Linked DNA regions of Mus musculus: region 1 is linked to region 2. A link is a contact called in public ChIA-PET data. All regions are on one chromosome and are shown on one strand. Each heading gives the region's core, a stretch centred on a gene start, on an enhancer-like site or on the middle of the called end of the contact. The rest is flanking DNA. Distances are from core to core; before and after follow the strand shown.

Region 1 (4,308 bases), core at 49-2,548, 670 kb after region 2:
TGGTCCAACAGGGAAGGAAAATTAGGGCTCTGAGCATAGAGCTAGCCTTCCCCCCTCTTGCCTTGTGTTTGGAGGGAGTTCTGTCACCACCTGACATAGCTGCTGAGCCTCCAAGATGTCCTGGAGACATCTCCTGGAGGGCATGAAAAGACACGTGCAAAGCTTCATATGGCCTGCAACAGTCAAGCACCGAGAGTTTATGGATTTTGGTGAGTTCCAGGCCAGCCTGGGCTGCATATGGAGACCCTGTGTAGAAAAAAATAAAAGGTCATGCAGTGTGAGCCACAGCCCTAGGAGGGGGCAGATGGAGTGAAGCCAATGTTCTGGGCCACCTCCCCAGGCTGGGCTCATACCCAGTGTGAGTCATAGATGCTCCAGCCAAGGCTGACACACACCTTGGCCTATGCACAGCAGGCTCAAGCCAGAACCACTTCGCCTGGCCAAGGGGCTACTAGAACAAGGCCTCTATGCAAAGAGCAGACATACAACCCTGTGGCTTTTCCCTGCCTCTCTCCTCTGTCCTTTAGCTGTTGTGAGCACTTCTAGTGAGCCTTTTGTTTCTTTGGGCACCTAGATATGGTGGTCTTAGCCCATGTGCTAGATGAGACTCAGGGAAAGAAATGTACTTGAATTGCAGAGCCAGCCTTTCAATGCTGGGGAACAGAACTCTGAGCCCAGGCCCCCTGGGCACATGATGTGCTCTGTCAAGAGTCCTTGGTGTTTTGAGATAGGCTCCTTATATACCCCAGGCTGGACTGAAACTCATGGCCCTTCTGCCTCTACATTGCAAGTGCTTAAGTCACAGGCTTGCAGGGCCCAGCCTGGCTCTGATCAGCTGACTGGAAACACTCCCAACATCAACAAAACCTCATTGGGCCGCTGTGGTGGCACATGCCTTTAGTCCCAGAGGTGGGAAAAACTGAGTTCGAGGCCAGTCTGGGCTATACAGTAAGACATCATCTCAAACAACACAAATCTTTATAAAGATCCAGATTCCATCTAACACTACAAAAGCAGAACACTGCAGACACTGGTGTACATGGTATCCCAACATTTCAAGGGCCAAAGGAGAGGTCAGAGTTCAAATTTCTACTATGCTGTTCACAGCCTGTAGAACAGGTTTCTGGGCCACTGCTGTGTAATAGGGGTACAATAATCTTGGCCCAGCTGGGCAGTGGTGGCACACACCTTTGATCCCAGCACTTGGGAGGCAGAGGCAGGAGGATTTCTGAGTTTGAGGTCAGCTTGGTCTATAAAGTGAGTTCCAGGATAGCCAAGGCTACAGGAGAAAAACCCTGTCTCAAAAAAAAAAAAAAACCCACAAAACAACAATAATAATAATCATCTTGGCCCTGAGAGGGACAGGGAAGAGGGGAACCAAGATCAGGACACCCCCTTTTCAGAGCACATAAGATAGAGGCCCACAAAGGAAGAGTATAGCTTTCATAGCTGCTGCAAAACTCCACCATGGTACCCAAGCTGGAACTCTTATGTGCCCGAAGCTCAGGAGAGTGCCTGCCCAGGAAACTCAGCCCTGGGCTCCATCCTCACACTGTATGAACTAGATTGTCATCCCAGCATCCAGGGAACCTATGTTCAAGCCTTTTCATTACTAGCTTTAGTCTTACTAGACAGGGTGTGTAGCCTGGGCTGGTCTAGGATTGAGGAGTCTCCCGCCTCGGCCTCCCAAATGTTAGGATGATGCCAGAACCAAGCTGGACCCACAAGAGTTCCATTCAGGGCGGGCAGGCAGGCACTCAGCAGCTGTCTAGGGACACCTGCCACCCACTGGGACTTACCATGTGACCTATCACCCACAGTGACACCCTGAGAGCCTCAAGACCCAGGGTCTCAACAGCAGTGGCCAGGGCTGACAGGAAACTGTATATATAACATGGGGGAGGGGAGGGGAGACGAGACCTAGGGTCAGATGTTCCCACTGGGCTGAGCTGGACGACCTTGATTAATCTGCTCTAAGCCCAGGGCACTGAAAACGGAGATGAAACAGGCAGGTGTGATGGCACATACCTTTAACCCCAGCACTCAGGAAGCAGAGGCAGGGGGAGCTCTGGCTGGTCTGCATAGAAAGTTCCAGAACAGTCAAGACTACATGAAGTATCCTTGTCTCAAAAATAAAGATGCTATGTGACTCAAGACAATTGCTTTACTTCGCTGAATATTGTTTCCTCAAAATAGAGCAGGTGCTGCGAGAAGGGGGCGTGTCAGGGAGATATTTAAATGCACCTACATGATTCTAGGCTCCCACATAGACTTGCAGAGAAGGCTCTGGGTCTGAGGTACCCTTTGAAACCAACAAAGGCGAATAAAATCTAGTGAGCACAGGCTGCAAGCCCAGCTCTTTTCTGTATGGATGAATCCCGGAGGCCCCAAGCTTGTAAGCACTTCCTTCTGCCCCTTCCCATGTAGTCACTCTTCTTCCTAAAGGATATACCAGCTAAATTGATAGGCTAGTCCAGGATTGCGTCCTGGTGCCACCTGGACCTGGGCCGACAGCGTGCACCTAGGTGGCGCTCGCTGCGCAGCAGATGTGCAGGCACGGCCCGCGCCCACGCCGCGTTCCCCCCCCCCAGGGGGGGGGGGAAGAAGGGGAGGAAAGAGGTTAGAGGAGGAGGGAGGGGGATGGGAGAGGGCTAGCCCCGCCCACCCTCAGCCCAGGCGGGGGAAGAAGGAGGCGGACAGCCAAGCTGGCGTAACGAAGACTTTACTGAAAACACAAAACCGGCGAACCAAGGATTACGGAACAGGAATGTGGACTCGTAGCAAAACAAAACCAAACAAAAAGAGAGGGGATGGTGTCGGGAGGAGAGAGAGCGGGGGGGGGGGGAGGGGAGAGGGTTTTTTTTTTCTTCTTCCCGTTTCTTTAAAAAACCAACACAAGGAAACACACACTCAACACGCAACCAACGTTTGTTCCCGAGTAGAAACATAAATAGGGCGGAATCGGACACTCCCGTTCTCTCTTCCAAAAGGCAAAAAAAAAAGGAAAGGCAGAGCGTGAGGCTGCGCGCCCCTTAGAGCCCCTACTCGGAGGTACAAAGGGGCAGCCACGCGCAGGACTGGGGGTAGAGAGGCGGCGCGAGGGCGGGGGTCGTGCGCTCGGGTTCCCCATCCAGAGTTAAGGGGGGTCCGGCTTGTCGAGTCCGGGGGCACCGAGTCTCGAAAGAGTCCGGGGCGCCCCCCCACCGCAGCTAGTCCGCGCATGCGCCCCGCGCTCGGGCTCAGTACGCCGGGACCTGGTGCTGGGGCAGCAGCTGGCAGCCGCTGTTGACGTGGCTGAGGACTTTCTGTTTGAGCTGCGCCACCTGCTCGCGCAGCAGGCTGGCGGTGGACGCCAGCTCGGTGTTCTGGCTTTTGAGGGTCTTGACTTTCTCCTCCAGGCGCGAGATACGCTCCAGCTTGCGCTTGCGGCATTTGGAGGCGGCGATGCGGTTGCGCAGCCTCTTGCGCTCCGCCTTGATGCGTTCTTGCGTGTCCATGTCGATGGGCGACAGCGGAGGGCTGTCGCCGAAGCTCGGCACGTCCGGCACGGTCTGCGGCTCGTCCTTGAGCGCGGCCAGGCGCGGTGGATGCGGAGGTGGCGGCGGCCCCAGCGCGCCCGGGGGCGGCGGGAAGGGCACTGGCTCCGCGGCGAAAGCCACGGTGGCCGCGCCCCCAGGGGGCCCGGCGCCACCCGCGAAACTGCTCAGGTTGGCGTAGACCGGGGTCTCCGTGGCCCCGGGGGTGGCGGCCAGGTCGGCGGGCGCGGGAGGCGCGGGAGCCCCTGAGGTGGCCGCGGTGGCCGCACCCAGCTGGCTTTGCTTGTGCAGGTCCTCCAGCGCCTTGACGAAGCCTTCGGCGAACTCCTGCTCCTCGCTAGCTGCCACCTTCGGGTAGAGGAACTGCGTACTGGTCGGGGTAGTGGTCACCAGCCCGTTGGACTGGATGATCAGCCTCTCCAGCTCCGGCGACGCGAGTTTGAGCAGCCCAAGATCCGGCGAAGCCAGCAGCCCGTCGGGGGCGCCGTCGGGGCGCAGCGCAGAAGGTGCAGTGGCCGACCCTGGTTTCAATCCCGCCGCTCCCTGCTCCGCCAGGCTGAGCGTCAGCGCGTCTTTCTTCAGCATGCTGCTCGTCGGGGGCGCCCCGGGGAAAGCGCGGCCCGGGGGCGCGAAGCCACCACCGCCGGGGGCCCCAGTAGCACCAGCGACGCTCGACGCACCCGCAGCCAGGCCGCTCAGCGCCTCCTCGCCATAGAAGGGCGTTTCCATCCCCACCTTCCCCCGCCGCGCTCGGCCCCGGGGCGGGGGGAGT
Region 2 (4,157 bases), core at 1,053-3,552:
GAAGAAGGGGCTGTGTCAACAAGACTGAGACCCAAGTATGACTTTTCCTGAGTAGCCTGTGCTTCTGGTGCATAGTGTGACCTCGGCCAAGCATGCTCAGCTACCCCCTCCCCCTGGGCTTTAACAAACTCTTGCTCAACCAGCAAAACACCAGTCACAATGCCCCTTTTTTGCAGAGCTTTCTGAGGCAGACAGAGGCAGCAGTGTTACCACACCTGATTGTCCTTCTTGATGACACTCTGGGCAGCCAGTGTGTTGGTCTTGAGGCTGCGGGCCAGGCCTAGCATCTCCTCAGCCAGCTTTTCCTGGAGGCCCTGGTGCCTCTGGAGGACGAGGTCTAGCTCGGATGCTGACTGCCTCTCATCTGCAGGTCTGGACCCCTTCGCACTGCTGACGCCACATTTGTAGGTCCCCAGTAGTGATAGGTAAAGACATCCATGTGGCCCTTTCCCAAGGATCCCAGGGCCCATGGCACCACCCTCAGTTCTACTGGGGACTCAGTTTCCCCTGCTCTTTTACATTCTGGGAACAGCAGCCCCAGAAAGGACTTCCAGCAGGCAGCTGGTCCTTATAGCAGCTCAGGGGCCCCAGCTTCAGCCGCTCATTTCCCTTCCCTGTCACGCTGTGGCTGAAATACTCACGCTCGTTTCCTCATGTCCACCTCACATTCTGGAAGCAAAAGAGGCCAAGAACAAAGAAGATAGCTTTCTTGTTTCCAAACTTCTGACCTTGATCAGCAAAATGCTGTTCTGCCTGTGAACTGCTTTTTGCCCACTCTCCCTGGTCCCAGATCCCTCTCAATGGCCTAGCACTGTGCTGGGAACCATCCTCTTTCTCAGCCTCCCCTCAGGCAAAGATGACCCTGGGACCTCTTCCTGGGCTGGGAAAAATCAAGGGGGATGGGCAGGCATGAGGGCTGTGGGGTGGCAGGAACAGTCATGCTCAGCATGTCTCACCTCCAGATGGTTCCTGTGGGGAGGAGAGAGGAATGAGGCCATGCTCTTTGATATCTTCCCTAAATCTCTCTCTGCTTTGGGCTGACTCATGTAAAGCTGTGGGGCCAACTCTGGGGTTTAACCAGATGTGGTCCATTCTTCTTTGTTTTGCTAATTTTTTTTAAGACAGAGTTTCTCTGTGTAGCCCTGATTACTGGACTTATTCTGTAGAGCAAGCAGGCTGGCTTTGAACTCACAAAGATCTGCCTGCCTCTGCCTCCTCAGTGCTGAGGTTTAAAGACGTGTACTACCACCACCCAGCCAAATTCCTCTTCTTGAGCACAGTGCCTTCCTGGGGAAGCCTTGCCTAAGGCCCACTAGAGTTTGTGGTATTATTCCAGTCTTTCCCCTCTGAAGACTACTCTTTTTGCTATCCAGAGGTTGGTCCCAAGTACAAGGGAGGGAATCGTACCATGCCCAACAGCTCACTCCGCATCTCACTGGTGTAACGTGCCCTAGACTGCAAATGTACAGTCTTGGTGGCAGGCACCCGCTCCTTGGCTGTGGTGGGCACGCGGCCAGGAGCCAGGAACTGGTTAGCTAGAGCTTTTTCAGAGGAGGAGGTCTGAGGAGACATAGGAAGGGGAAGACGAGTTACTGGGGGGCTGTGCCCTGGTCCTAGGGGCTGTGGGGAACTGAGTGAGGCCCGCCTGAGGGATGGGAGGGCAGGCTCACCAACTTCTCGGCCTGCAGCATGCCCTTCAGAAAGTCCACTTTGCGGGAGTACTCGCTGATCACTTCTGAGGCCGGTTTACTGAAAGGCAGCAGGAAAAAGTTAGTCTGCTGCTGTGCCGTCGTAGGAGGTGGTGACTCGGTGCCCCCACACTCACCTTGCTTGAACTTTCAGGGCCTGCAGCATGTCTTCCAGGGCACCCACATACTGGGAGGGAAGGTATGGTGTCAGCCAAGCCAGTGGCCCAAGGCAGGAGCAAACCAGGGAGAGGGGTGGGACCCGGAGAGGAGTCAGAGAGGGGAGGGGACATAAGCGAAGACCTAGAATTGAGAGGGCGTGGCCTGTGCGTGAAGCTGTAGGGAGAAAACTAGGACGTCAGGGGTTACGCACGAGGGGCGTGTCGCCGCGGACCAGAAGGAGCGGAGACAGTGGCCTGTGGAGTTGGTTCGCAGGCCTTTGCGGCGGCGTGGGAATCCCTCACCTTCTCCAGTCGCCACTCGTCCGGTTCTCGTTTTTCTGCCGCCATCGACTCACAGCGACAAAGCAGCCGTACCAGGTTCAACTCCAACCGCGACGTCGCCAGCGGGCGATGATAGGCTCCTTCCGCCTGCGCCATCTTAGAAAAGGGCGGAAGTGCCTGAGTGAGGTCCTTCCCCTCCGAGGTCCGCCCTGCTACGCTTGGGACGGAAGTAGAGTTTTATTTCAAGCCGCAGTTTATTCAAAGATAAATCGTTTTCGTCCCTGTCTCTTTTTAAAATGATGGTCTTGATACCTGGCCTTTTTCGTTTTTTGAAGCAGAGTCTCTGTAGTCCATGTAGGCCCTGAACAGCCGATTATGTCCGGCGAGAATTCGTTGAAAGGACTGGAAAAGCCATTCCTCATCTTCCCTCGCCGGTCATTGCATTCCGCTTGTTCACCTCGCCTCTGCGCGCGCAGTGCACGTGTTTTCTACCTCTGTAGCGGGAACCTTGACCTGGGGTCTCCCCCGACCCTGCTTGATGACGTGTCAGTTGGGCGTTTCCATCTGGCCGGACCTGCTAGTTTCCAGTCCTGGCTGCCAGCATCCTGAGCTTTAATAAATCATGGTCCATGGCCCCCCCTTCCCTAGCTACCAGCAACTCTCTTTCATTTTAGGTTACATGTAGTCGGCTACATGATCGAGGCCCCGAAGGATGGAGAATATTGTACCTCCCGAAGAACTTAGCCAATGAGAAATTCAGGGATCAGGGAATGAATGCCATGAGGATTATAAAACAAGCCAGGATGCCCTGGAGCTGGATTTACCGTGGTTGTGAACCAATATTAGGTTTACCTCTTTCACTCGCATGTAACTTATGAGCATTAGAAATGCTAGACAAGCCGTCTCAGTCCACGTTTTTAGAAAAGATGCCTGTGACTCCGGGGATCTGACACCTCTGATTTCTTCACGTTTCATATGCACACACCAACACACAATTAAACATAACATTTTAACCTGGGCAGGGTGGTGGTAGGGTTTTAATCCTAGCACTCAGGAGAAAGAGGCAGGTGGATCTTTGAGTTTGAGGCCAGCTTGGTCTACAGAGAGAGTTCCAAGACAGCCAGGGCTACACAGAGAAACCCTGTCTCTAAAAAACTATTTAAACCTTAAAAAACAAAAATGATACTGGATCCCCGAGCACTGGAGTTATGGTGACTGTGAGGGCCATGTGATGCTGGTAATTGAATACTGAGCCTTGTTGCTTGTGGTTTGAATCAAAATGAGCCCATAGTAAACCACAGGCAGTGGCCATATTGGAGGAAGTACACCATGGGGTGGGGTGTGCTTTGAGGTCTCAAAAACTAGGCCTACTGGAATACAGTCCTTTTCCTGCTGCCTGCTGATTCAGATATGGACTCCTCAGCTACCTCTGTCTGAGTGTCACCATACTTCCTGACATGACAATGATGGACTAAACTCCTGTGAACCAGCCCCCCCCGCCCCCCAATTTTTCCTTTATAAAAGTTGCCATGGTCATGGTGTCTCTTCCCAGCAATAGAAGCCCTATGTCCTCTGAAAGAACAGTAAGCACTGTTCGGAGCTAGCTCTCACTATACAGCCCTGACTGGCCTCTTTTGAGATTAAAGGCCTGTGCCACACTAGTACCTGCACGCCATCCTGACTACCACACCCACAGAATGTGTCTCCTTTCTAAAGAGGAAAGATGCTGTGTTGTATGTATGTACCATTTTTTTGCTCTTCTGCTCACCTGCTGCTACAACCTGCATTACTTTGGGATTGACCGAAATGGAGTGACATGGAATAAAGAAACAACAGTCACACATACCTAAGACCTGGCATTGGGTGGGATGTCTTACATTTTAAATTTGATTATTTGTGTGTGCATGTGCTCTTGTGTCATACATCACAGTGCACACCTGGGGATTAGAGGACAACTTGTGGAATGGGTTCTCTCCTATTGAGTGGTTGAGCCTATCTGCCACTGCTTGTGACTGGCCTTCATAAGGAC

Evidence for each region. ChIA-PET counts read pairs in DNA pulled down with a chosen protein or histone mark.
Region 1: an RNA polymerase II ChIA-PET map of memory CD8 T cells shows a contact between it and region 2, with 76 read pairs. The contact joins the promoter of Iqcn here to the promoter of Use1 in region 2. A contact is called at or near these places in 4 of 39 promoter capture datasets (cranial neural crest, embryonic stem cells, hippocampal neurons and 1 more), 3 of 484 Hi-C or Micro-C datasets (embryonic stem cells and stem cell-derived neural progenitor cells), 10 of 115 datasets of contacts at active chromatin or transcription factors (VIP interneurons, embryonic limb bud, embryonic midbrain and 2 more) and 3 of 9 other capture datasets (adipose tissue, embryonic stem cells and liver).

Annotation. Positions count from the first base shown.
Region 1 is chr8:70,699,015-70,703,322 of GRCm38.p6, reverse strand. Iqcn (IQ motif containing N) reads right to left here and starts at 1,298. Exons shown (of 4, transcript NM_001370847.1): 1 at 1-1,298. Jund (jun D proto-oncogene) reads right to left here. Exons shown (of 1, transcript NM_010592.5): 1 at 2,707-4,308. The coding sequence starts at 4,265. The coding sequence ends at 3,240.
Region 2 is chr8:71,365,362-71,369,518 of GRCm38.p6, reverse strand. It overlaps Use1 (unconventional SNARE in the ER 1 homolog (S. cerevisiae)), which reads right to left and starts at 2,302. Exons shown (of 8, transcript NM_025917.4): 1 at 2,150-2,302; 2 at 1,826-1,875; 3 at 1,671-1,749; 4 at 1,408-1,560; 5 at 957-969; 6 at 642-669; 7 at 216-387. The coding sequence starts at 2,284.